Regions from separate parts of the Mus musculus genome. Here regions 2 and 3 are each linked to region 1. Evidence: chromatin contacts called from public Hi-C and HiChIP or PLAC-seq data. All regions are on one chromosome and are shown on one strand. Each heading gives the region's core, a stretch centred on a gene start, on an enhancer-like site or on the middle of the called end of the contact. The rest is flanking DNA. Distances are from core to core; before and after follow the strand shown. Region 1 holds the start of Arntl (aryl hydrocarbon receptor nuclear translocator-like). Region 2 overlaps Btbd10 (BTB (POZ) domain containing 10). Region 3 holds the start of Rassf10 (Ras association (RalGDS/AF-6) domain family (N-terminal) member 10).

The links. Hi-C and Micro-C count contacts between places; a contact is called where the count stands out from the background. HiChIP or PLAC-seq counts read pairs in DNA pulled down with a chosen protein or histone mark.
Region 2: a Hi-C map of rod photoreceptor shows a contact between it and region 1, with 1.8 times the contacts expected there. The contact joins the enhancer-like site here to the promoter of Arntl in region 1. A contact is called at or near these places in 10 of 39 promoter capture datasets (cranial neural crest, embryonic stem cells, frontonasal cranial neural crest and 5 more), 1 of 484 Hi-C or Micro-C datasets (rod photoreceptor), 1 of 115 datasets of contacts at active chromatin or transcription factors (embryonic stem cells) and 3 of 9 other capture datasets (adipose tissue, liver and pancreatic islet).
Region 3: a contact with region 1 is called in an H3K4me3 HiChIP or PLAC-seq map of embryonic stem cells, with 17 read pairs. The contact joins the promoter of Rassf10 here to the promoter of Arntl in region 1. A contact is called at or near these places in 1 of 39 promoter capture datasets (embryonic stem cells), 2 of 484 Hi-C or Micro-C datasets (both in embryonic stem cells), 6 of 115 datasets of contacts at active chromatin or transcription factors (astrocytes, embryonic midbrain, embryonic stem cells and 1 more) and 1 of 9 other capture datasets (adipose tissue).

Annotation. Positions count from the first base shown.
Region 1 is chr7:113,205,486-113,209,164 of GRCm38.p6, forward strand. It overlaps Arntl (aryl hydrocarbon receptor nuclear translocator-like), which reads left to right and starts at 1,980. Exons shown (of 20, transcript NM_007489.4): 1 at 1,980-2,159.
Region 2 is chr7:113,345,100-113,349,075 of GRCm38.p6, forward strand. All of the region lies in intron 4 of Btbd10 (BTB (POZ) domain containing 10), which reads right to left. Among named protein-coding and RNA genes, the nearest start is that of Btbd10, 22 kb to the right of the region's middle. Within about 2 kb of position 2,347, at least 51 of the 459 cell types and tissues checked have an H3K27ac peak or open chromatin away from gene starts, as enhancers often do. A contact at or near this core is called in hippocampal neurons, pancreatic islet and rod photoreceptor, where this site is marked.
Region 3 is chr7:112,951,206-112,955,227 of GRCm38.p6, forward strand. It overlaps Rassf10 (Ras association (RalGDS/AF-6) domain family (N-terminal) member 10), which reads left to right and starts at 2,757. Exons shown (of 1, transcript NM_175279.3): 1 at 2,757-4,022. The coding sequence starts at 2,989.

The sequences.
Region 1 (3,679 bases), core at 730-3,229:
TCTGGGCCTAGTTGAGAGCCTTGCACCATTTTTTGGTAACTGGCCTGATGTGAGCCTTTAGCGTGGAAGCCACATTTAGAACATGACTGACACTTTATTTGTAGAATGGGGTAAGAACTGCTTTCTGCACAGGGTGGTTGTCAGGATACAGGGGTTGAAAAAAAAGGAGGGAAAGCTTTTAGCACATGCCCGGCACACAACACGGTAGAGAGATATTGTGGGATGCATCAGCCAGCATCTTCAGGTTACTGGTACTTAGCTAGCTATTAGTCCATTTAATTAGGTCAGCATCCAGCCCACATTTCCATCTTGTAAGTAATATCTTTTCTAATGCTGTATTAAAGTTCCATCTACACAGAGAGATTCCTTCACAGAACAGGACAGAGAAAGAATAAATCTGCTTTGAAACTCAGGGGAAGTGGGAAGTTACCCATGAAGTTCTTTGGTCTTGAAGCCAATTCACATTTCAACCAAGGCTGTGTGCCTTGCAAAGGGCTGGACATGGGTCATGGCTTTATAAGCATTGAAATGCTGCCTTGTGTCCCAGGAACCTGCCTGTCTAGAATTCATTCTATAGTCACACGAGCTGGTCCACTTCACATAAGTGAGTCGAGTGTTTTGATCCCATTTGTTCATGGATCCAGCCCACATTTGCAGAGTACTTTCTGGGTGTCAGCCCTATCCCCAACACCCCACCCAGGCCCCTCCAGCACATGCTAAAGGGGAGGGAGCACACATGGTTCAAAAAGGACGAAGTGGCCTTGCTATCAGGAAGTTTAACATTTAGAAGGTTTGCCAGTTGTTTGAAGGTAGAAACAAGACAACTTCTTTCCCTCTCCCCCTCTCTCTCTATTTCTCCCTCCCTCCTCTTCCTCCCCTCTCTCTGTCTCTTTCTTTAAAAATAAATAAATAAATCTCTGAGCAGGTGGTGCCTCGGGAGGCAAAAGCAGGCGGATCTCTGTGAATTGGATTCAAAGCCAGCTTGATGATCTACAGGAGTTCCAGGATAGCTAGGGCTACAACAGAACAACTAACCACCCAAACAAACAACTTTGCAACTTTTCTTTCTTTCCCGCTCCTTTGATACTTTTGCAAAGTACATTTGCTAGGGCCATGTCCATAACATGTAATAGAATCTTGCTCAGGTCTCACCCTGTGGCCCCGGCTAGCTCAGTACTCGCGATTATGCCCCTGCCTCAGCTTCTTGAGGGTTGGAATTACAGACTACGCCACCACCCCCGGGAGACTTCTCTTCCGATCGGGAATGACAGCTCCACTGGACGCTTGGAGGTCAAGAGAAAAAAAAAAAAAAAAAAAAAAAGAACGCGCGATCCGGTTAGTCGTCGGAAGGAAAAGTCTTCTAAATGCGCTAGCTATTAGCGCTGTGGTTCCGACTAGGACAAGCCAGGGGTTTCAGGAAGGTTCTGTCACTCTGTGTTCCTAAAATGTGGTTTCCTAGATGGAGCTGGAGAGGGATGGGCGAAGAGATGCGGCGTTTTCTCAGTGTTCTGCGAGCCAGGAAGGGGACGGAGGAGGAGGGAGAGCTGAGAGGCAGTCACTAGCCAGGGACGCGGCTGAGGAGCAGGGGACAACGGCGAGCTCGCAGAGTCCGCAACGCAGTGGCCTCAGCGAGCTTTAGACCTGAGGGGGAAAACCGAGGGCTGGGGCAAGAAATCCACAGAGCGTGCCAATTGGTCCACTCCTCGGGGCGTGTGCTTCTGTGCGCCAAATGATTGGTGAAGGGAAAGTAGCAGGTAAACCAGCCCTGCCGTCTTGCCATTGGTCAGAGGCTTTCCTATCGGTCACTCGATTGGCTAGCCTAACGCAGAGCAGAACGCGAATTGGTTTGGGTTGTCCGCCAAGACAACTCCGTTCGCTCTCTCTGATTGGCTAACGGGAAGAGGCAGGTATCCGGGCTGCGCGGCTCCTCCATTGGTGGGCGGGGAAGGGGGGTTGGGCACAGCGATTGGTGGGCGGGGGGCCGGGCCTGGGCCGGCGGGGAGCGGATTGGTCGGAAAGTAGGTTAGTGGTGCGACATTTAGGGAAGGCAGAAAGTAGGTCAGGGACGGAGGTGCCTGTTTACCCGCGCCGGACTTGCCGCCGCCGCCGCCGCGGGATCCGAGTGCGGGTGCGGGCGCGGGCGCTCGCAGCGAGCCACGGTGAGTGTCGGCATGGCTGCGGGCAGCAGCCGTCTCGGGGCGTCCCGTCGGGGGTCGCGAGTTCCCGGGCGGGCGCACCGCCCCCGCCCGCGGCGCAGCCGGGCCGCCGGGAGCCCTGCCCGACGTGCCCGCTGCCGGCCTTAAAGGGCCCGTGCGGCTCCCAGCCCCCACCTAGCCTCGGGGAGGCTGCGCCCCTTAAAGGCGCCGCTCCCGCGCACCCCCATCTTCCCCGCCTGGGCTGCACAGCGGGCGGGGGAGGACTGGGGGGACCCTGGGACGCTGTCAGCGGGTGCGCCCACCTTCCCCGCGCGGGCATCACCACCTGGCTCGGGAGGGGGCGGCCAGCGGCCTCTTAAAGAGACAGCAGTACCGGGTGGCAGCAATGACCCGAACCTGGGAAGAGCTCCGGGATACATCCCCGGGAGCTTCTGGATCCCCGAGGAGATGGCCGGGACGCGGGCAGAACGATGCTATGCGGCGCTTGCCTGGTCAACCCTTCTACACTTCTCCCTCGGGAGCCGGGTGGGGGCGGGGAGGGCGTCTCCGTCAAGTCGGGGAGTCCGTACTGGTACGTCCCTATGGCCTGTCTTGGGGCTGGCGCGGACCCCGGGAATCCCCTGGCTGGCTTGGACCAGGCCCACGGACAGCCGTCGGGCCTGCGCTGTCCGGTACCTGGGTGGTCCTGGAGGATGTGTCTTCCCCGTTGGGTCTGGGAGTAGGTACCCGATGGCGTGGGGACTGTGCCCTGTGCCCGGTAGGCGTCAGAGACCCAAGGAGTGCGCAGCAGAGGCTTCACTCCGATGCGGGTTTGACAGATAATCGGGGAAGAGGAAGGTTTCCACTGGAGATTACCCCAGTGTAGACAGCTTGGGGTGCTCGGGTTTGCAGGGAGAAGTCAAAGATAGAATTTTAGGCAGACTCGGGGCGCACATGGAAGCCATCCCCGGGGTCGCGTAGCGGGTTGTGTTCGGAAATGAGTGCGTTGGACACCGGTGTGTGTGTCTGTCAGAGTTGCGCTGGCCAAGCTGACATGATCGCCCCTTACCTGTTCGGGGTGCACCTTCTCCAGTCCTTTCCCTACATTTAGCCTAGTTTTGACCCTCTGACCCCTTGAGATCTGGCTCCTCTCCTGTCTTAAGTTGCTACTTTTAAAGTAAGAAATCATTAATCAAGTTTTCTCACCTAACTTCCAAAAATCAGAGACTGTAATCACGACCAATTACTTTTTGACAGTACCAGTATTGCCAAGATCTTCGTTGTGGGTTTTGTTTTTATGTCCAGGAAAACTGATCATTAAATGCTTTTTTTCCTACTGCTCTTGCTTGTCATTTTTCCTTTTCACATTTGCTGCTGTGCCCTCTTTCAATCTATTTTTACTTAACAACTATTATTTTTATTCTTAAGTTCCCATTGATACCAGGATCTGTCAATTTGGGTTGGTGGATTTTCTAATTAATGTACTAGTTGAATCATGAGCTTAAAATAATCATTGCTGCTCTTGAGCAGTTTTGAATAATCTC
Region 2 (3,976 bases), core at 1,097-3,596, 140 kb after region 1:
CATCTGGTCTTCTTTAAGTTAGTAATCTATTATCCTTCCCATTTCTATTCCAAAATGTTGTGTCTGCAAAATTAGGCCCAGAATCTTTCAGCAGTTCTTATGCTCTTATAAATCTTCAAAGATCACAAGAATTGCCAATAATTTGAAGATCTTGACTGAATGCAGCTCCTCCTCCTATAACTTGTACCTCTACGTTTCTGTGTCCTTAACAATGCTTGCTTTATTGTTACTGTGTTTACAGTGGTCTGCTCTTCCTAAGAAGCTTCCAAGGTAGAGCTGAGGTCTCTCCCTCATTGTTATACTTCCTCCACTAACTTTTTCTCTTAATGTTACAGAAGAAACCCTTCTGAACAGTGTTCCTATTTTCTAATGTCTCAGCTCACTGAACCCCAATATTTCTGATTTTTATAAGGACCTTTAAAAATACTTTACAGCCATTTGCTTCATTTAAAATACTGTGTATATCTTTAATAAGCTCAAGGTGAAATCAGACCAAGGATCTTTTTACTGTCAGAAAATAAAATAAAATAAAAATTACTTTTTTTATTTAACTCCTTAAGACAGTCCTCTTTTTAAAGAAATTTATAGTATGAAACCATGCTAATCTTTTCTACAGCCAAGTTCCAGAACAGCTACAATTGATTAAATGACAAAGTATATATAAAATACTGTGTAGCCAAACTATGCTATAGAAGACCATCACAGAATGTCCATAATTTTTAGATAATGTATCTTATATAACAGAACATCTAACAACTCTGGGAGTCATTTTAAGTGTACATGTGAGATATATACATATGTGTGTGTGTATAAATATTTTCATATGTGCATATATACTCACATCTGGCTAAATATGAAATGCCTAAAACATTTTCTTTTAGAAAATAACATTTCATCTATATGCTTTTCTGTGCTTACCAAATTTATGTAATGAGTATGTATCACTTTCATAATAAGACAAGCAGTATTATCAGAAAAGAACCAGCAGAACTTAAGAAAAGTATTCTACAAAGTGTAAGGTAAGAAGATTAACCTTGAAGTTGTCCTTTTATAATTTTATTATAGTAACAAGCTTATAATATATATGTATCTCAAGATAATTGAATAATCATTCATATTTTTAGGGGCTAGGCAGAAAAATAAATAGAAGATGTTGAGATAAGGAAAAGATATTACAACTATTTACATTAAAATAATTTTAATATTCTGAATATATTAAAAGTCCCTACAAAATAATTGGTAATAAAGGCAGAGTAAAATTTATTAACATTTTAAATTGTGCTAAAATTTCCAAATAAAGCAAGTACTTTCACCTACGAAGAATATCATAGCAAGAGCACTTATCCTGGTTTACAAATTTTTCATCTAGGTTAACATTAAATTCACTAACCCAAAAAACGTGCCTAGCGATCTCTCTCAGCAGCAGCATTTAGTTTTTCTACTCATATCCTGTAGACTAGACAGTCACTTACCCAGTCAGGGCTTCCCTCATTCAAAACAAATTCAGTCTTGTAGAAAAATTACTACATATTAGCAGTTTCATTCTCTTTAATTCATTCCAAAGCAAAATCTCCTTAATTCTATCTTTAGGTAACTATTTCATTTTTCTATCTTGAATTTTATTTTCAATGTATGAAACTGCTTCAAAATTTGTTTCCCTAGCCAAGTTTTGCATTCATAAAATATAATACTAAATATAATGCATTCTCAAGTCACAAGAAATAACAAAGCACCAAACCCATGAAAACAATACTAACATATCCCATTTATTTTAAATGTGCCATTAAACTGAAATCAGAAGTACCATCTTTTACATTTAGAAATGCAAATGACTATTATAAAACAAAGGCCAGCATTTCACTCTCTACCTCTCATATTCATTCTTGTATATACTTATAACCCAGAGATAGCATGTAAGAAATGAATACACACCTTCCTTTAGTGTATGCCAGGGTAGACACACAAAAACAAGAGAAAAATTTTGAAATCAGAGTGTAAAGGGACTCTGCTTTTTCAAACAATGCAGCACTGAAAGCCAGGTCAGCATCCTTGGGCATTACTAGGAAACTTTAGTTCATCTGGTTTTTCCATCATCCTCAAGATTCTTCTGAACAGTCAGAAAATCTTCCAGTCTCCTCCTACCTCACCTGTCCAGACTTCCTTTAGCTTCCCTCTCTCTACTGTGTAATCCTGCTGTTGCAGATATTTAAGCTTTAAATGTTCAGAGATTCAACCCCCTCTAAATATTAATTCAGCTCATTTTCTCACAGACACTGACTCAGCCGTGTGGGTTGTGCAGCACTGACGTTTCTAACCAAACAGCATCGTGTGAGCTGTGATCATCCCACTTCTCCATCCCTGAACAGTGATTGGATATTGTAATTGATAGGCAGGTGGAAGAAAACGCAGGAGATGAGGGCTTAGAGATATGTAGACATGTTGCCAAATGCCATCTGTAAAGCTAATTCCAGCTCTGACAGCTTGCCAGGTTTTAGGAACTAGGATGCAGATAACTCCTTCCTTTCAGTATCACTGTATCCCTTGTAGACAGTAACTCTTTTAAACCACAAGGAAAATACCTGCAACCTAAGGATCCACCCAACTATTCTTTTAAGAACCAAACTTTCTTATTCTAAATTGCTGCTGGAACTATTAAAGGGAAACTGGAAAGCATGCTTTTCATGTAGTGTCCAAAAAAATGAGCATGCGTGCTTCTGGGTGGAAATGAAACCTTGCGGCAAATCTGATATTGGATGCATGTATGCATTTATCTTTAGAAACCTAAGCAGACTGCAGACAGCAGTTTTTACATAGTCATACTGTATGTATTAAATCCAAGAGCTTTTAGTGTCTTTTAGTCAGACATTTTAACATTATATATAAGAGGTGTTAAGGTTTTTTTTTTTTTTAGAATAGTAAAAGATCTCTAATTTGTAATTAAAAAAAAAAAAAGCTGTCATATTTTGGGCCAAGTATACTTCAACTAAAATCACTGTTAACAACTTCAGCAAGCTAGGAAGTTCCTCTACATACATATTAACTATACTAGTTGCATATATGTATATGACATAGAAGCAAAGCTCACTGAATTTAACCTAACTTATTTGTACACAAACTGTAGGTCCACCACAGTATATCTGCATTAAAAAAAAAAAGAACAAGGAAATTTTATATATGCTTGCAATAACAACTGGTTAAAAAAAAAAAAGCCATGGATTTGAAGGAGTCTGGGGAGAGAGATGGGGGAGAATTTCAAAGGAGGAAAAGGAAGGGAGAAAAGCTTTAATTAAATTATAATCTCAAAAATTAGAAAAAAATTGTATTACCTAGAAATGATTGCTACACCAAGCCCTTGACTATTAACAAAAGTCAGTACATTTAAGAGAATAATACTATCACTTTTATAAATCCACAGTATTTGATTATAGCCAAAGAAGGCAGGGGGCATTAAAATAAAAGTATAAAATTATTAAAATATACGTAAAACACAGTAAATTTAACAGGACAACATTTACATTACTTACTAAAATTGCATGAGGAAGACTATGCTCACTATTAATAAACTGCCAGTCTTGCTTGAGGCAACAACATACCTAAATTAAGACTGTATTTCTTTATTACCAGTCTCCCTGTTCTAGAGACAGGCATAAAAGCAGATGCCTGTTGGAAATTCGCAAAAATACTCATTTTCTCATTCCCTTTTGCCTAGAAGGTGAAGAGCAGCTAAAGCTACATAGCCAACTTCTGATTATGAGATAGGACATACCTATCAGAGGATTCTGATCCTGATATTCTTTAGCATCTAAGGTACATCAGGTATCTCTTAACTTCTGGATTTAAATACCAAAGAACAAAACAAAAACCCAACTTAAAAGATAGGGGCTTTTAATCAAATACCAAATAGTCAAGAGTGAAAGGGGGCGGGGTTGGGGGTCGGGAATAGGTAGAGACAGAGTTTAAAAATATCAGCCATGAA
Region 3 (4,022 bases), core at 1,507-4,006, 250 kb before region 1:
GCAATCATGTGTGAGTGTTGCTTTCAGCTACTAACTTCATGGCAATCCATTTTATAGCAATGAAAAGCTCATACCTCCCAGCTTTCTAACCTTTCAATGAAAACTTCTGCTATACACTTACCAGGACCTGATATTTAATCCTTATAGCAGTTACTTCTTAAAGTATCACCACTTTACAGATACGATTCAGAAGTATTACATATTTTCCTTAAGGTCACGATAAGTAAAAGCATTCAGTGTAAACCTCCAGTGTCTGACTATGCTTCGGATACATTTGAAAGCGTATGCATGGAATTAAGGACCCTTCCTGACCTGGTCCTTTTAGCTTATCTTTGGCAGATTCTTCTTCATGTAACTCTGTGTGGCCCGGTGACTGCCATGTTCTCTTGATTCTTTTGAGTTTGAACATCTGATTCCTCTGCCTGCAATGTACCCCATCTCTTAGTCCTTTGGCAGTCCCAAATGGTTCTTTTTTTTTTTTTCTCTTGCCTCAGATGGTACCCTTGATGGGAAGGGAGCCTTTGCAGATTCTCCCAGATGGGGTCCAGGCTGCCAAGCAGCGTCCAGGCATGCTCTCTTACTACATGGTGACTTCCCTGGTCAGAAACACAAGGTATTGTGTTTGCCTGGTACTGGAAATGTCTCTTTTTTTTTTTTTTTTTTTTAATTTCTTACTTGTGTATTTTTATTTTTATTTTTTTTTCTTTTTATTTTTTATTTTTTTTTCCATTTTTTATTAGGTATTTAACTCATTTACATTTCCAATGCTATACCAAAAGTCCCCCATATCCACCCACCCCCACTCCCCTGCCCACCCACTCCCCCTTTTTGGCCCTGGTATTCCCCTGTACTGGGGCATATAAAGTTTGTAAGTCCAATGGGCCTCTCTTTCCAGTGATGGCCGACTAGGCCATCTTTTGATATATATGCAGCTAGAGTCAAGAGCTCCGGGGTACTGGTTAGCTCATAATGTTGTTCCACCTATAGGGTTGCAGATCCCTTTAGCTCCTTGGCTACTTTCTCTAGCTCCTCCATTGGGAGCCCTATGATCCATCCATTAGCTGACTGTGAGCATCCACTTCTGTGTTTGCTGGGCCCCGGCATAGTCTCACAAGAGACAGCTACATCTGCGTCCTTTCAATAAAATCTTGCTAGTGTATGCAATGGTGTCAGCGTTTGGATGCTGATTATGGGGTGGATCCCTGGCTATGGCAGTCTCTACATGGTCCATCCTTTCATCTCAGCTCCAAACTCCGTCTCTGTAACTCCTTCCATGGGTGTTTTGTTCCCAAATCTAAGGAGGGGCATAGTGTCCACACTTCAGTCTTCATTCTCCTTGAGTTTCATGTGTTTAGCAAATTATATCTTATATCTTGGGTATCCTAGGTTTGGGGCTAATATCCACTTATCAGTGAATACATATTGTGTGAGTTTCTTTGTGAATGTGTTACCTCACTCAGGATGATGCCCTCCAGGTCCATCCATTTGGCTAGGAATTTCATAAATTCATTCTTTTTAATAGCTGAGTAGTACTCCATTGTGTAGATGTACCACATTTTCTGTATCCATTCCTCTGTTGAGGGGCATCTAGGTTCTTTCCAGCTTCTGGCTATTATAAATAAGGCTGCTATGAACATAGTGGAGCATGTGTCCTTCTTACCTGTTGGGGCATCTTCTGGATATATGCCCAGGAGAGGTATTGCTGGATCCTCCGGTAGTACTATGTCCAGTTTTCTGAGGAACCGCCAGACTGATTGGAAATGTCTCTTGAGCTATGGTGAGCTGCTGGCAGGCCAGGAGGCTTGCTCATCATCACACCACTTGCACTGGACTTAGAGCACAGTGGGAACCCAGCAAATGTTCCAGGAAGGAATCATTCAATCGACCAAAGCACTTTCCAAGAAATAATGAGACATCCAAGGTCTTGAGGCAGGGGAGTGAGCTGTCAGATCTGGGCTTCCCTGGACAAGCCTTTCACTGAGAGGGTTTTAAGCTTCGATTAGAGTGGCTTTGAATTTCTTCTGTTCTGATACTTGATTCTCATCACTTCCAGACGACATTTAGATGCAATGGGAACAGTCATAGTAATAGCCTCGGTTTCCCCTTTGGAGTCAGGACTGGTGATCAATTTAGGTTTGGCCCTGACTTCTCTGTCAACAAGGCTGTGGGAAGTGGAGGGGCAAAGTGGGGACCTACAGATCTGACCTATGGGGAATTGGGTACCACCCTTAGATCATTGCAAATCTGATCATGGACCCCACTGTGGTTGAGGAAGACTGGAAGGTTTAGAGGCAGCGCTTACAAAGGTGAGCTGGTCAGGTAGTGGATCACAACGTCTCTAGTAGAAACTGTTAGGTGCCTCAGTTTCCCCGTCTGTGCAAAGTGCATTGTACAGAAGGCACAAGACCACGCACATCGGGTTAAGGTGTTTCCAACCAAGTCTAGAGGCAAGGCGTAGCTGAGCCCAGGGAGGCGCAGAGGTGCGGGCTCCAGGCGCAGAGCTGATGCCTAGAGGTGAAGGCTCCAGGCCTTGTATCAGAAAGGTCCCGGGAGTCCATCTTTGCTCTGAGTGGAAAAAACTAGGAACTGGACGCCAGTAACCTGAGCCAGGGGCAGACCCGTCCGCAGGGCTGGGAGGGGCGAGTTTGGGCGCCCCGCCTGCGGTGCTCTCAGCAGCGGCTCAGGGCGCTGGGGGGCGGGAAGAGGTGGAGCCAGGTGGGGAGGAGCAAAACCCGGAGGCCTCGGGCACCGCGGGCAGAGCCAGAGCCGCTGGAACCTGAGCCCCGGCGTGCTGCTTTGGGAGAGTCCGCCGTCCGAGCCGAAAGCAGCCGCTGCCCGATTTCAGTACATAGTCCGGGAGAAAGGCTAGTGAGGCCGGAGACAGGGTCACGGATTCTACTGCAGTTCGGGAGCTGCCAGGTTGCCCGCGCTGGCCCTGCTGCCCTAATTGCACCTAGCCGGACTTGCTCCTCACGTCCCGGTTGCGCCATGGATCCTTCGGAGAAGAAGATATCGGTGTGGATCTGCCAGGAGGAGAAGCTGGTGTCCGGCCTCTCCCGCCGCACCACCTGCTCGGACGTGGTGCGGGTGCTTTTGGAGGACGGCTGCCGGCGGCGCTGCAGGCAGCGGCGGGGCCAGCGACGGGGCTTGACGGAAGACCCTTCGGGCCAGTTGGAGCTGCCCGAGCCCCCGGACGAAAACGACGAGGATGACGACGACGCGATGCCCCCGGGCATGCTATGTGGGCCCCCGCAGTGCTATTGCATTGTGGAGAAGTGGCGCGGCTTTGAGCGCATCCTGCCCAACAAGACGCGGATCTTGCGCCTCTGGACTGCTTGGGGCGACGAGCAGGAGAATGTACGCTTCGTGCTGGTGCGCAGCGAAGCGTCGCTGCCCAACGCCGGACCGCGCAGCGCCGAGGCGCGGGTAGTGCTCAGCCGCGAGCGCCCCTGCTTGGCCCGGGGCGCCCCAGCACGGCCCAGCCTGGCCTTGACCCAGGAGAAGCAGCGGCGGGTGGTACGCAAGGCCTTCCGCAAACTGGCCAAGCTCAACCGGAGGCGCCAGCAGCAGCCGTCGTCACCTTGTTCGTCCACGTCGTCGTCCACCGCCTCGTCCTGCTCGTCGTCTGCTCGGACCCACGAGAGCGCGTCGGTAGAACGTATGGAGACGCTGGTGCATCTGGTGCTGTCGCAGGACCACACGATTCGCCAGCAGGTGCAGCGGCTCCGGGAGCTGGACCGCGAGATAGACCGCTACGAAGCCAAGGTGCACCTAGACCGCATGCGGAGGCACGGAGTCAACTACGTGCAGGATACCTATCTAGTGGGGGCCGGCATCGACCTGGACGGACAAACTCCTGAAGGGGAGCCGGAAGATGCGACACTGGAGGAGAAGGGGACAGAACCGGCGGCACCCCTGGACAGCGAGGCGCAGGCGGCAGCGTTGGAGGAGCTGGCCAGGCGCTGTGACGACCTGGTGCGGCTGCAGGAGGAGCGCGCCCAGCAGGAGGAGTTGCTAGAGCG